Regions from separate parts of the Zea mays genome. Here region 2 is linked to region 1. A link is a contact called in public Hi-C data. All regions are on one chromosome and are shown on one strand. Each heading gives the region's core, a stretch centred on a gene start, on an enhancer-like site or on the middle of the called end of the contact. The rest is flanking DNA. Distances are from core to core; before and after follow the strand shown. Region 1 has its middle 60 kb from the start of LOC103650483. Region 2 has its middle 42 kb from the start of HMT-3.

Evidence for each region. Hi-C and Micro-C count contacts between places; a contact is called where the count stands out from the background.
Region 2: a contact with region 1 is called in a Hi-C map of leaf, with 3 times the contacts expected there. The contact joins two enhancer-like sites. A contact is called at or near these places in 4 of 25 Hi-C or Micro-C datasets (ear, leaf and tassel).

Annotation. Positions count from the first base shown.
Region 1 is chr3:122,103,548-122,109,779 of Zm-B73-REFERENCE-NAM-5.0, forward strand. No RefSeq gene overlaps it. Among protein-coding and RNA genes, the nearest start is that of LOC103650483, 60 kb to the left of the region's middle. Within about 2 kb of position 3,499, at least 10 of the 20 cell types and tissues checked have an H3K27ac peak or open chromatin away from gene starts, as enhancers often do. A contact at or near this core is called in ear, leaf and tassel, where this site is marked.
Region 2 is chr3:122,336,507-122,342,738 of Zm-B73-REFERENCE-NAM-5.0, forward strand. No RefSeq gene overlaps it. Among protein-coding and RNA genes, the nearest start is that of HMT-3, 42 kb to the right of the region's middle. Within about 2 kb of position 2,870, at least 19 of the 20 cell types and tissues checked have an H3K27ac peak or open chromatin away from gene starts, as enhancers often do. A contact at or near this core is called in ear, leaf and tassel, where this site is marked.

The DNA.
Region 1 (6,232 bases), core at 2,249-4,748:
CCAAATGCTGACTTCCAAAGCACGATATGATGACAAGACGCTGATCTCCAAAGCATCAAATGAAGACCTTTGAGAAGAATGTTTTTACTAAGTCACTCAAAGTGTTAGAAGCAACGCTCAATTGGTGCACCTTCGGCGTGCCCATTACCAGAATGGAAATCAAGCCACAGACTCGCGAGCTGGACCTAGAATCTTTGGGCTGATTATTTCAAAATCAACTCAAAGATTGGGGGCTTGTGGGAGACAAATATCCCCCGGGTCTACTAGAAGGCAAGAAGGCCTCGCGAAAGAATTTGGGCCTATTATCTCGCAAGGCCATCCCTTCGTGGGCCATGGGAGAACTGCTGGTGGAATGGGCCGACACGAGAAAGAAGCAGACTCAGGCCCAAGCGGCTCGTCGGACTTAATCACTATCCACAGCGTCGATCCGACTTTCTCGCGTGTAGTGACCTTGAATATCGGAGCAAACCAGGGATAAGTCGGTAAGATTATAGGAAGATAAGTTCAGTCGATTCACTATTGTTTAGATACACATCATCATCATACACGCATGTAGTGCCCCATGGTCGAGTATATAAGACCTAGGGGTACCCCATCATTTCCATCGACCATCTACTCAACTCATTAGCCTTTCTCCACACAGGAGACTTTCCTTGGAACCTACCACATAGAGATCCACACCAGGAAGTAGGGTATTATGCATCTCAAAGCAGCCCGAACCTGTAGAAAATCACCCATCGTCTCTCGTGCATATCGCACGAACCATTGAGTTACAGTCAACAACACCGTCCTACCCAAAAGCACCGTGAGGGGTAACCCCGGGTGTGCGGTCGGGTTCCAAACGCCGACAATATATGCTGGCCGCTACCCTCCGTTCAGCCATTTGTGCCAGCATTGTGGGGCATCGAAGTAGCAGAGCGAGCGTAGCTAAGAGCGAGGCCGCCACGGTCAAGAGATCGACGTCAAACGCTGCGAGCCTAGAGAGAATAGAGAAGCCGTGGAGGATGATGGACACCGCCATGGGCACTTCTCGCTGCGCGCCCAAGTAGAGAGCTACGTGTGGGCGAGGAGGGATGCATGCGTCAACAGATCACATACGAGGAAGGTAGAATATGGCCACACCAAGATCCCATATATTATGTCCATTTACCCTGTAATTCTTTACGTGACCTCGATCTAACCAATCAGATCGTATCATGTCACCTATTTCTGGGCAACCCAACTAATTTATTAAAAATATGATGTTTTTTAGGTCAAATAATTTGTTTTAATCTGTTCAAATTGTGTTAGGATTATATTAATTTTGCGTACGTAGTAATAACTTTGTTTTAATTATGCCACATGTTTTAATTAATTAATTACTTATTTATTTAATGTTAATTAACTAGATAATCTAGTTAATCTAATTTATAGTTCTAACCTACGCATCTTATAAATAATTGTTAATGATTAATACCAACTCAAATATTTTAATTTAATACCAGCTTAGTTTAAATGCAATATCTATTAGATCCCATTTATTAGATTTATTGCGCCTAAAATATCGTTTTATCCATAAATTCTTTGTTTTAGCTCCGATTTTAATGGTTCTCGAACCTACGCTCTCGTACCATCGCGTAGAATATTTTTTACGTTGTTTGTTCTCATGTTTGATGTACTGTTATTTTATGTGATCCTTGTCTATTTGTATGTATTGCTACGAATAGCGGTGAGGTCACAAGAATCCGAAGACCAAGTTGATGTCTGGGAATCTCGAGTCTAAGGCAAGTTGTGCCCTTGATCACTTTTCTTTACCTAATAATGTTCCTTTTAATCACTGTGACATGCTCATGTTAATTTGATGGGACCTAATAGGTTTCCCTAGCATTGTTATCCTCCACCTTGCAAACAGATGAACTTTTGGGTAGATTTGCTATTGCTCTACCTTGTTTTGAGAAATTAACGTTTTATTATGATCATGTTCCAATTATGTTATTTTAATTATTGTTCATGATAAGATCATCATGTTAATTGGAACATGGAGAACCACCCGGGAAAACAGTGCTACCACAAGGGTGGTATGAGACGCCATTAGCTGACTAATTAGGAAAGCTAGTGGAAGACTACCTTACCTAAAAGGGGCAATGGTGGTAGAGGAGCTGCGTATAGGGAGTTTCTCGGGTCGATCACGCTGCGATGACTTTTCGGACGAGGGATTCCTATATTTCCCTTCTCAAAAATCGTAGCAAGTTTTTGAAAGCTAGTAGAACTTTATAAATGCCTCGTATTGGTACCCTGCCTCTTCTCCTCAGCAGAGATGAATGGGAAGTCGCAATCCCTTGGCAAATGAGTAACACGGCTTGTGGGTAAAGATGCGTGATCTCTGCAGAGTGTAAAACTGGTATATCGGCCGTGCTCACGGTCATGAGCAGCTCGGACCCTCACATGAGTAATTTATGGAACTAAACTTAATTTGTCATATGCATTGCATTGTGGGTGTTATTATTAATTTTGATCTCTTATTTAATTGGGTTGGTATCTACTTATACTTAGTAACTGCTAATAAAATTTTGACCAACTTTAAAAGCAACACTCAGCTTTAACCATCTTCTTTGGTAAGCCTTACACTTCACATGAGCTCCCACCTTTGGTAAGTTCATGCACATTATTTTCCACAACTTGTTGAGCCATGAACGCATGTGAGCTCACCCTTGTTGTACTCATATCCTCCTAGGTCAAGAACAGGGACCACAGGATGAGACGCATGAATGATGCTGTGATGAGTTCGTGAGTGGTCTAGGTCGTCGTCTCCCAGTCAACTATGGTTGCTGGATTGTTGTCTTCGTATGATGTAATTATTTAACTATTTTGTACACAACTTCTTTATATATTAAAGATGTGACATTCGTTTATGTACCATGTGTTATCATATGTGTGAGACTTGATCCCAGCACACTTAGTGAAGTTCGCGCCCGGGTTTTGGACCCCAAATTTGGGATTTTGGTAAAACTCTTTCAAAATCTTTGGTAAATATATTTTTCTTGTAAGCGAATTAGAAAGATTCTCATATAAATTATACTTTGAAATATTTTCTAAAGCTTTAAAACTAAAATATTCTTTATGGAGATTATGTTCTCTTAAAATAAGTAGGTAATAAGACATTGAATTTTGAGTGTGCCTTTAATTAGACTATGCATTCAAAAGAGTGTTTTCTTAAATAGATTGTTTTTGTGTGTGCGCGCATTATATATTTGAAGCAATTATTCAAATAGATAAGATAATAAATAAACAAAAATAAAAATAAACCCTGCATCGCATTCTGAGATTTTTGTTTGCGCATTCAGCCTGAGTTTGAAGTTCGAAACTGAATTTGGGATTCAAACTTGAACAAAGGAAAACATAAATAAGTAAAAGAATAAAAAAAAGTGACCGAAGCTTACCGGACCAGCCCATCCAACCCCAAAGGTAGCCCACGTTCCTTTTTATTTTTTTCTATTTCTAGCCTCAATTTGGGTCACCTAATGTAATCATCCAATTTTTTTTTCTATGTCGCTGGACGCTGGCTCGCTGTGTAGTGGGCCGGATTGGCTATCTTCTTTCCCGGATGATCGCTCGAGTTTGTCAACAGACTCGTTTTCATAACCGCCGTCGGCCGAATCCATTGCGGTCCGATCAGATTTTCCTCGCCCTTGATGGTCTTGGCACTATATATGTTCGCCGCTACCCTCTGTTCAGCCATCTGTGCCAGCGTCGTGGGGCATCGAAGTAGTAGAACGAGCGTAGCTAAGAGCGGGGCCGCCACGGTCAAGAGATCGACGTCAAACGCTGTGAGCCTAGAGAAGAGAGAGAGAAGCCGCGGAGGATGATGGACACTGCCATGGGCACTTCTCGCTGCGCGCCCAAGTAGAGCTACTGTAGGCGAGGAGGGATGCCTGCGTCAACAGATCACATACGAAAAAGGTAGAATATGGCCACACCAAGATCCCATATATTACGTCTATTTATCATGTAATTCTTTACGTGACCTCGATCTAACCAATCAGATCGTGTCATGTTATTTATTTCTTGACATCTCAACTAATTTATTATAAATGTGATATCTTCTAAGTCAAATAATTTATTTTAATCTGTTCAAGTTATGTTAGGTTCATATTAATTTTGCGTACGTAGTAATAACTTTGTTTTAATTATGCCACATGTTTTAATTAATTGATTAATTACTTATTTAATTAATGTTAATTAGCTAGATAATCTAGTTAATCTAATTTATAGTTCTAATCTACGCATCTTATAAATAATTGTTAATGATTAATACCAACTCAAATATTTTAATTTAATACCAGCTTAGTTTAAATGCAATATCTGTTAGATCTCATCTATTAGCTTATTGCATCTAAAATATTGTTTTATCCATAAATTCTTTGTTTTAGCTCCGATTTTAATGGTTCTCGAACCTACGCTCTCGTAGCATCGCGTAGAATATTTTTTACGCTGTTTGTTCTCATGTTTGATGTACTGTTATTTTTATGTGATCCTTGTCTATTTGTATGTATTGCTACGAATAGCGGTGAGGTCACGAGAATCCCAAGACCAAGTTGATACCTAGGAATCTCGAGTCTAAGGCAAGTTGTGTCCTTGATCACTTTTCTTTACCTAATAATGTTCCTGTTAATAGTGACACTATGACATACTCGAATTAATTTGATGGGACCTAATAGGTTTCCCTAGCATTGTTATCCCACACCTTGCAAACAAATGAACTATTGGGTAGATTTGCTATTGCTTTATCTGGTTTTGGGAAATTAATGTTTTTTAAGATCATGTTCCAATTATGTTGTTATTTTAATTACTGTTCATGATAAGGTCATCATGTTAATCGGAACATGGAGAACCACCCGAGAAAACAGTGCTACCACAAGGGTGGTATGAGACGCCATTGGCTGACTAATTAGGAAAGCTAGTGGAAGACTAACTTACCTGAAAGAGGCAAGGGCGGTAGAGGAGCTTCGTATAGGGAGTTTCTCGGGTCGATCATGTTGCGATGACTTTTTGGACGAGGGATTCCTATATTGCCCTTCTCAAAAACCGTAGCGGGTTTTTGGAAGCTAGTGGAACTTTGTAAAGGCCTCGTAGTGGTACCCTACCTCGTCTCCTTGGTAGAGATGAATGCGAAGTCGCGATCCCTTGGTAAATGAGTAACACGACTTGTGGGTAAAGATGTGCAACCTCTGTAGAGTGTAAAACTGGTATATCAGACGTGCTCACGATCATGAGCAGCTCGGACCCTCACATGAGTAATTTATGGAACTAAACTTAATTTGTCATATGCATTGCATTGTGGGTGTTATTATTAATTTTGATCTCTTATTTAATCGAGTTGATATCTACTTATACTTAGTAACTGCTAATAAAATTTTGGCCAACTTTAAAAGCAATGCTCAGCTTTAACCATCTCCTTTGGTAGGCCTTACACTTCACATGAGCTCCCACCTTTGGTGAGTTCATGCACATTATTCCCCACAACTTGTTGAGCGATGAACGCATGTGAGCTCACCCTTGTTGTACTCACATCCTCCCAGGTCAAGAACAAGGACCACATGATGAGGCGCATGAATGATGTTGTGATAAGTTCGTGAGTGGTCTAGGTCGTCGTCTCCCAGTCTACTGTAACACCCTGAATTTGGGGGTATAATTTTTTTTCTCATTATCATCCAAATTCAGGTGTTACTCTTCTCCATCTCACTCTAGTTTCTCTCTCTATTTCTCTTTTGGTTAGGGTTAACTTAATTAGTGAGGGAGTATTTACTTTATTTTTGGCAAAACAAGTGAGTCATGAAATGTTGCATCATGTTGAACCCCAAATATTCTTTGAATTGTTGCACATGTTTGATTTGGTTTGAATTTGAAACTTGATTTGGATTTGAATTAAAAACCCTAGCAAAAATAAATAGAAAAGCAATTAGAAATTCCCTGGAAAATGGAAAACCTAATTCTGCCCAAGTTGGCCCACTAAGCCTAGCGCGCACGTGCCCGCGCCCGCATGACCTCGGTGCCTGATAGGCGGGCCCCGCCTGTCGGCGCCAACTCCAGCGAGCCCTCACTCCCCCTCTCTCTCTGCCCCGTGGGCTAGGCCTGTCGGCGCCGTTTATCTCGCCCGCTCGCTCGCTTCCCTCTCTGTCCCGCCGACCCCACCTGTTAGACGTCCCTAACCTCTCGCCCACGACCCCCACCGTGGACGGGCCCACGTCCGCGC
Region 2 (6,232 bases), core at 1,620-4,119, 230 kb after region 1:
TCATACTAACTAGAAAGAAAGTAAGCATCCATAGGATCTGACACTATTTTTCATTGGACATTGACATATGAACACAGTAGGCATAAATGATTATTTCATTATTAAAAATTTTGGTTGGCAGGTGTGTGTGTAAAGCAGAGAATACGTGGGTTCATATTGTTTGAATGCAAGTCTTTGTGAGTATGAACTGTGTCTTTGTATAAAAGGGACAAGTTAAAAGAGTGCAGCCTTATCTTATTGATATTATAACTTCAATCAGCAAATACTTGATCATGACTAAATACTACTAACAGTGCTATAATATTTTTTCATTTCATAGCTACAAAATACAAACAACATAACAGGAATAGTGTGCAACATAGCCTTACCCGATCAGCAGACAAACTCTCCTTATTAGTCTTGAACGACACCAACTAAAACCCCTGTTGAAGGATGGGCGGACAAGAGTACCATAACCCATATTACTCATCATGATTAGATGTACATACATAAAGCAAGAAAGTTGTATTCATTTTCCTTAGAGAAGAAAGAAAACAACAGCAATCACTCACAACCCTTGTTGATCAGCCCATCATCAATCACAACATTATTGATCTTCGTGAACAGCTCATACAACGCCTCGACCTTGCTCATGCTAACTGCACAAGACCTATGGAAAGTTATAAAAATACCCCATAGATCAAATTTGACTTGATTTATCAAGAGTGACAAGCTTATAAACTTGACGCGAATCTGGCGGTTGTAGAGGTATCTCTTATCTAAATTGCATGAAAAATCGCATCAAGCGTAGTTAGCTAACCAAATTGGTTGTCCATTCAAGATTGTCGCGGAGCTCTAGAGGCGAAGTCCCTTGCAGTGGTATTGTATCGAGCTTTCGTTCAAAAAAATGTTAGCCTTCGACATGGGGCGGGATCAAAGAAGGGTCAATCGAGGTCTAGTTAAGTCTCCATCCCAACAGTGTGCATTCACATCACTCACTCTCCAAGTCACTCCTACCACTTTTTATTTCACTCATACCACTTTTCTTTCACTCCATTAAATCACTCTCATCGTGTCTTCCTTGGACTCTAACGTTGAGATGACTAAAGATGAGGTGTACTCGATATGGTATATCAAACTTTCAACGAGAGGGAGCTAAAGGACATAACAGTGGAGCTACATTGATCGGTATCCTAAAGCCTCCCATTGTCGACTGATGCAAGACTACTTCAATGACTCACGTGTTTATCCTTTGATCTACTTTTGTTGAAGGTACCACATATAAAAAAGTCTCCTTTTCTTCAAATTTGTTAGGTGAGCATTCCTCGATTTCACTCTAGAATCGATGCACTCAACTGCAGTGGATTCTCTCCCACCAAAAATGTGCCGCTACTTTCCACATCTCACCTACAGTAGGGTTGACTCTATTACTAGGTATATTAAAATGGGAAAAGCTTGGTCTTAATGTGCCTTGAACATTTCTATAGGGAGATTATTTTATGATTAGTTAGGAGTATAGTCATTGTCCCTTGTTGATGATCTTGGGCGTCTTTTAACTAAGGGGAGGAGAGGAGATTTCTTGGTATGATAGGGAGTATATATTGTATGCGTTGAAAGGAGAGAAACTATCCTGTTGGATGAAAAGGACATTTACTAGGGGACATCGGATCCCTGACCATCATGCACAATATGGTGCCTTGTATGACTTGTGGATTTGGCATATTTTTTTATGGCAGTGGGGTCAAACAACGACGTCAATGTGTTCAACCAATTGACATTGTTCACTGATATGCTCAATGTAAAAGCACCAAATACGAAAGGGCCTTTAACGTAATGGTTAAGGTTTCCGAGTAGCACATCCAGGTCCCAGGTTCGATCCCCTCGGTGGTGAATTTCTGGCTTGGCTAAAAAATCTTATTTGTTGATAGAAAAGGGCTAACGAGGGTCGAATAGGTGATGTGGCGTGACATAGCGGTAAGTAGCCAATCGAAAACTAGTCTCATCTCGGCTCCCTAGCCGCTATTTTTTCTCGAATCAAGAAGCAACACACGCGGCACCCTTATCGTTAGAAATATGCACGTAAATCATATTCCCATAAGCATTTTTAAAGAATGTCAATAGATAAGTAGTTACAGCAACCGGAGGAAAAAAAATCTGATTCTTCAGGGTCCATGACAAAATCAACGCGGAACGGGGCGCAACGCAATGGTGCGGGCCACGTGGGGGAAAGTAGGTGCCAAACTTGGGCTGATACAGAGTCAAATTAAGCTACGACGACTTACGTGTTGGGTGTGTCGCTACCGTACACACGATAAATTTTGACGAACGATGCCGTGTTGGGTGTGCACGCCAGTTGGCGATACTCACGATGCTACTGTATACACGATATATAAGCAGGTGTTTTTTCCGTCAGAGACAGGAAAAAAAATGCGAACGGCAATTAGAAAAAAGACTTTAGAAAAATAACATACTAATCTTAACCATTTTACAGCGTGCTCCGCTCCACCCGACCAAGCGTCGCCCTTTCACTGTCCACGTACTACTACCATCGTGTTCACGGTCCACTGGCTGCAACGACTGCCATCAGTGTCCACCTGCCCCACGCCTGCTTGGGACTACGAGCACGCGTGAAATTGAAGAACTGGTCGGCCGGGGTCCGGAGTGACAGTGAACTAGCTATACCTCTATTATAAAGCACCAGTCTTTCTAGTTTCTACTTCGCTTATTTCTAATTTTTTTCTAAACTTTACTATTATAAAGTTGTGTCATCTTTTTAAAAAAACCTCTTATATTTTTTTTGCTAATCAATCCACCATCAGTCTGATCACCTCTCTCTCCTATAAACTGCAGCCACCCGACTTCCTACCTCACCCTGCCTACAACACCGTAACCTTAGCATAGCAGCTGACCCCCTCACCGTCAGCAGCCATGAAGAGCTAGGCGACCAGCGGCACCTCTGCCTTCTTCGCCTCCCTCGAGCGCTGCTCCTGCATCAACCTCTCCACGGATGATGACGACAACCGCAACCACGACGAGGCCAAGGACAGACTCCTCATCCTCGCCGCCACCGCCAAGCCTGATCCTAACACTGCCTCCCCCTCCTCGCACGAGCATCGCCATCCCTTCGGTTCGTTCGACGCTCGTGGGCAATCGTACGCGCTCGCGTCTCGCCCCCGACCCTGATTGGTTGTTCCTCGTCTTCGCTAACGCGAATGTGTGACAACCCCTCGCCGACGGTGAAGGATCACCACGACGTGAGCGGTGCCAGAGGACGCCAACAAACCAGGCAAGTGGTTGAACTATTTAGATTCTCTTCTATTTCATTCATAATTCTCTCAAGTTGTCTGGTACATTATTTATATCCACCCTTACATGTGCTAATTCCCCTAGTACGGCCCATTACAGAGCTAATTTGGTTTATACGGCCCAATCACCAGAATACAGACTCCCTTACAACTGAGAATACAAAAGAAGCAGAAACGAACTCAACCATGGTATCTGACCACGCCCCAGCTACTCCTTCACACCTCACTGGTCCCTTCTGCAGTCCTCACATCTCCCCAGACCTCAAATGACACTTGACCCCAAGTGTTTGCTGTTGGAAAACGTGCCTTAACAATAGAGTAATCTTCCCATGTAGCAGTTGCCTCAGGTAGCCCAGTCCACTTCACCAATTCCTAAGTAATAGAATGATTGCCCTTATGCACCATTCTTTGATCCAACACCTGTTCAGGCACAATCTCCCCTTGAGATAGATCAGACACCATTGGTAATGTTGTAAACACAGGCGAGTAGCAAGGAAGGAACGACTTGAGTTGAGACACATGAAAAACATGATGAACTTGGGCATCTGCAGGCAATGCAAGTCTATAAGCGACTGGTCCAATCCTAGCCTCCACCTTGGGGCTTGTTCGTTTTGCTCTCAATCCATGTGGATTGGGTGGGATTGGATGGGTTTCAATCCCAAACAAATCAAAATCTTTCACAATTTTTTCCAATCCCATCCAATCCACATGGGATAGGAATAACCGAACAAGCCCTTGAATGGCCCAAAGAATTTAAACGCCAGCTTCAGACAAGGTTGGTTCACCACAGTCTTCTATGCATAAGGTTGTAATTTGAGTAGAACTAGGTCTCCCACTTGAAACTCTCTTGGAGTTCTGCCCTTATTAGCATACTGCTTCATACGAAGTTAAGCCCGAGCCAATTGCTCCTTCAACATGGCTGAGAAAGCTGACCTCTCAGTAATCTAGTCAGTAGCCTCCTTATCCTCAATTCCAATGAGTCGAGGGGTGACTAGGAGTGGTGCTTCATAGCCATACAGTGCTCTGGAGGGAGTGAAACCCAACACCGAATGGTTGTTAGAGGTATACCAATACTCAACTAAGGCCAACCATTTTTTCCATTGGTGGGGCTGATTGTAGACAGCACACCTGAGGTACATCTCCACACACTGATTTACCCTCTCGCTTTAGCCATCAGTTTGTGGATGGTACACAATAGAAAGTAAGAGCTTCACCTCCATGAGCTGGAAAAATGCTTCCAGAAACTGCTGGTGAAGACTTTGTCACGATCAGACACTATAGATTTAGGCACCCCATGCAGCTTGATCACATTGTCCAGGAAAATTTGAGCAACCACTTCGGCAGTGAATGGATGCTTCAGAGGAAAAATGAATGTACTTAGAAAATCTGTCCACCACCACAAGTATAGTATCAAACCCTTCAGATCTTGGCAATCCTTCAATAAAGTCCATGGTCACATCCCTTGAGGAATAGGCAACAGTTTTGTGAGAGGCTTTGCCAAGAGTCCATAACCTTTGACAAACTTTCTATAGTATATAGTTAGACCCAAAAATCCCCTGAGTTCCGTAACATTTCTGGGTTGTGGCCAAGACAACATGACTGCAGTTTTACTGGAATCTGTTGCCACCCTCCCTAGAAATCACAGGGCCCAAATACTTCAACTCATGCTTCACAAAGGAACACTTCTTCAACTTTAAGTAAAACTGATGCTCCCTCAGCTTAGCTAAAACCAACTTGATATGGTAAATACATGTTTCTAGGTTGGGACTATATATGAGAATGTCATCTAGAAAAAACATCACAACTTCCTTAGAAAACTCTCCAAAACTGAGTTCATGGCACATTGAAAACTGGCTGGTGCATTAGTGAGACCAAATGGCATCACCCTAAACTGATAATGGCCATGGTGTGTTTTGAAAGCAGTCTTGTATTCATATTCAACCCCCATTCTAATATGGTGGTAGCCTATTGTCATGTCTAGACTTATGAAGAACTGAGCTCCAGCCAATTCATCCAAAATCTCATCCACCAGAGGCATTGGAAATATGTTCTTTATAGTCATCTCATTCAACTTCCTGTAATCAACACAGAATGGCATAGAATTGTTCTACAGGATGTCATGTATGTAATGGAATTAGGTTTGTGGTTATTTTTCATTATGTCATGTATGCAATGGAATTGATGGAATGTCATAGAATTGTTCTACATGATGTCTTGGTTGTATAATCTCACTTTTGTGCCTTTGTGATTGCTGATGGCAGAAGATGAGAAGCACTCATACCATGCCTTTTATTTTCCTATACAACTGATGGAATTGATTTTGTATAATTTTTTTCTATAGTATGTCGTGGACCTATCATTTGTATTTGAGAAAACAAAAATACCGGTATGTTCTATTCTCTATTATGTTCTGGTTATTTGTATAGATAGTTGTATAAAAACAAGGGATGTTCAAAATATAGCATGTGTGTGAAGTCATTTGTATTTGAACTCGAATTTATGTCCATCAAAGGTTTGAATTTAAAAACTTTACAGAAATATTGTAGTTTAGTGATGATGCAGCTATAGCAATGTTAGGTGGTATAACACATTCAAAATTATGTTTCCCAATGTTAGAAAAAACATGAGAAGCTCAAACTACACTACATCACCTCATAAGCTATTTTGTCAACTAGGAATGAGAATGTCGATGACATAAACATGAAGCTTATTAAATATTTTCCAGCAGACCAAGTGGTTATCACAGCTTTGATACTAATCTTGATCCACCTAATGGCTTATGTAATAGAACAATTGATAGCAACTGAAATATGTTGACTTATATTCAAATGATAACAACTGAAATATATCAACTTATTCAAATGATAACAACTGAAATATATCAACTTATTCAAATGATAACAACTAAAATATGTTGACTTATATTCATGGTCAGTATTATAATAAAG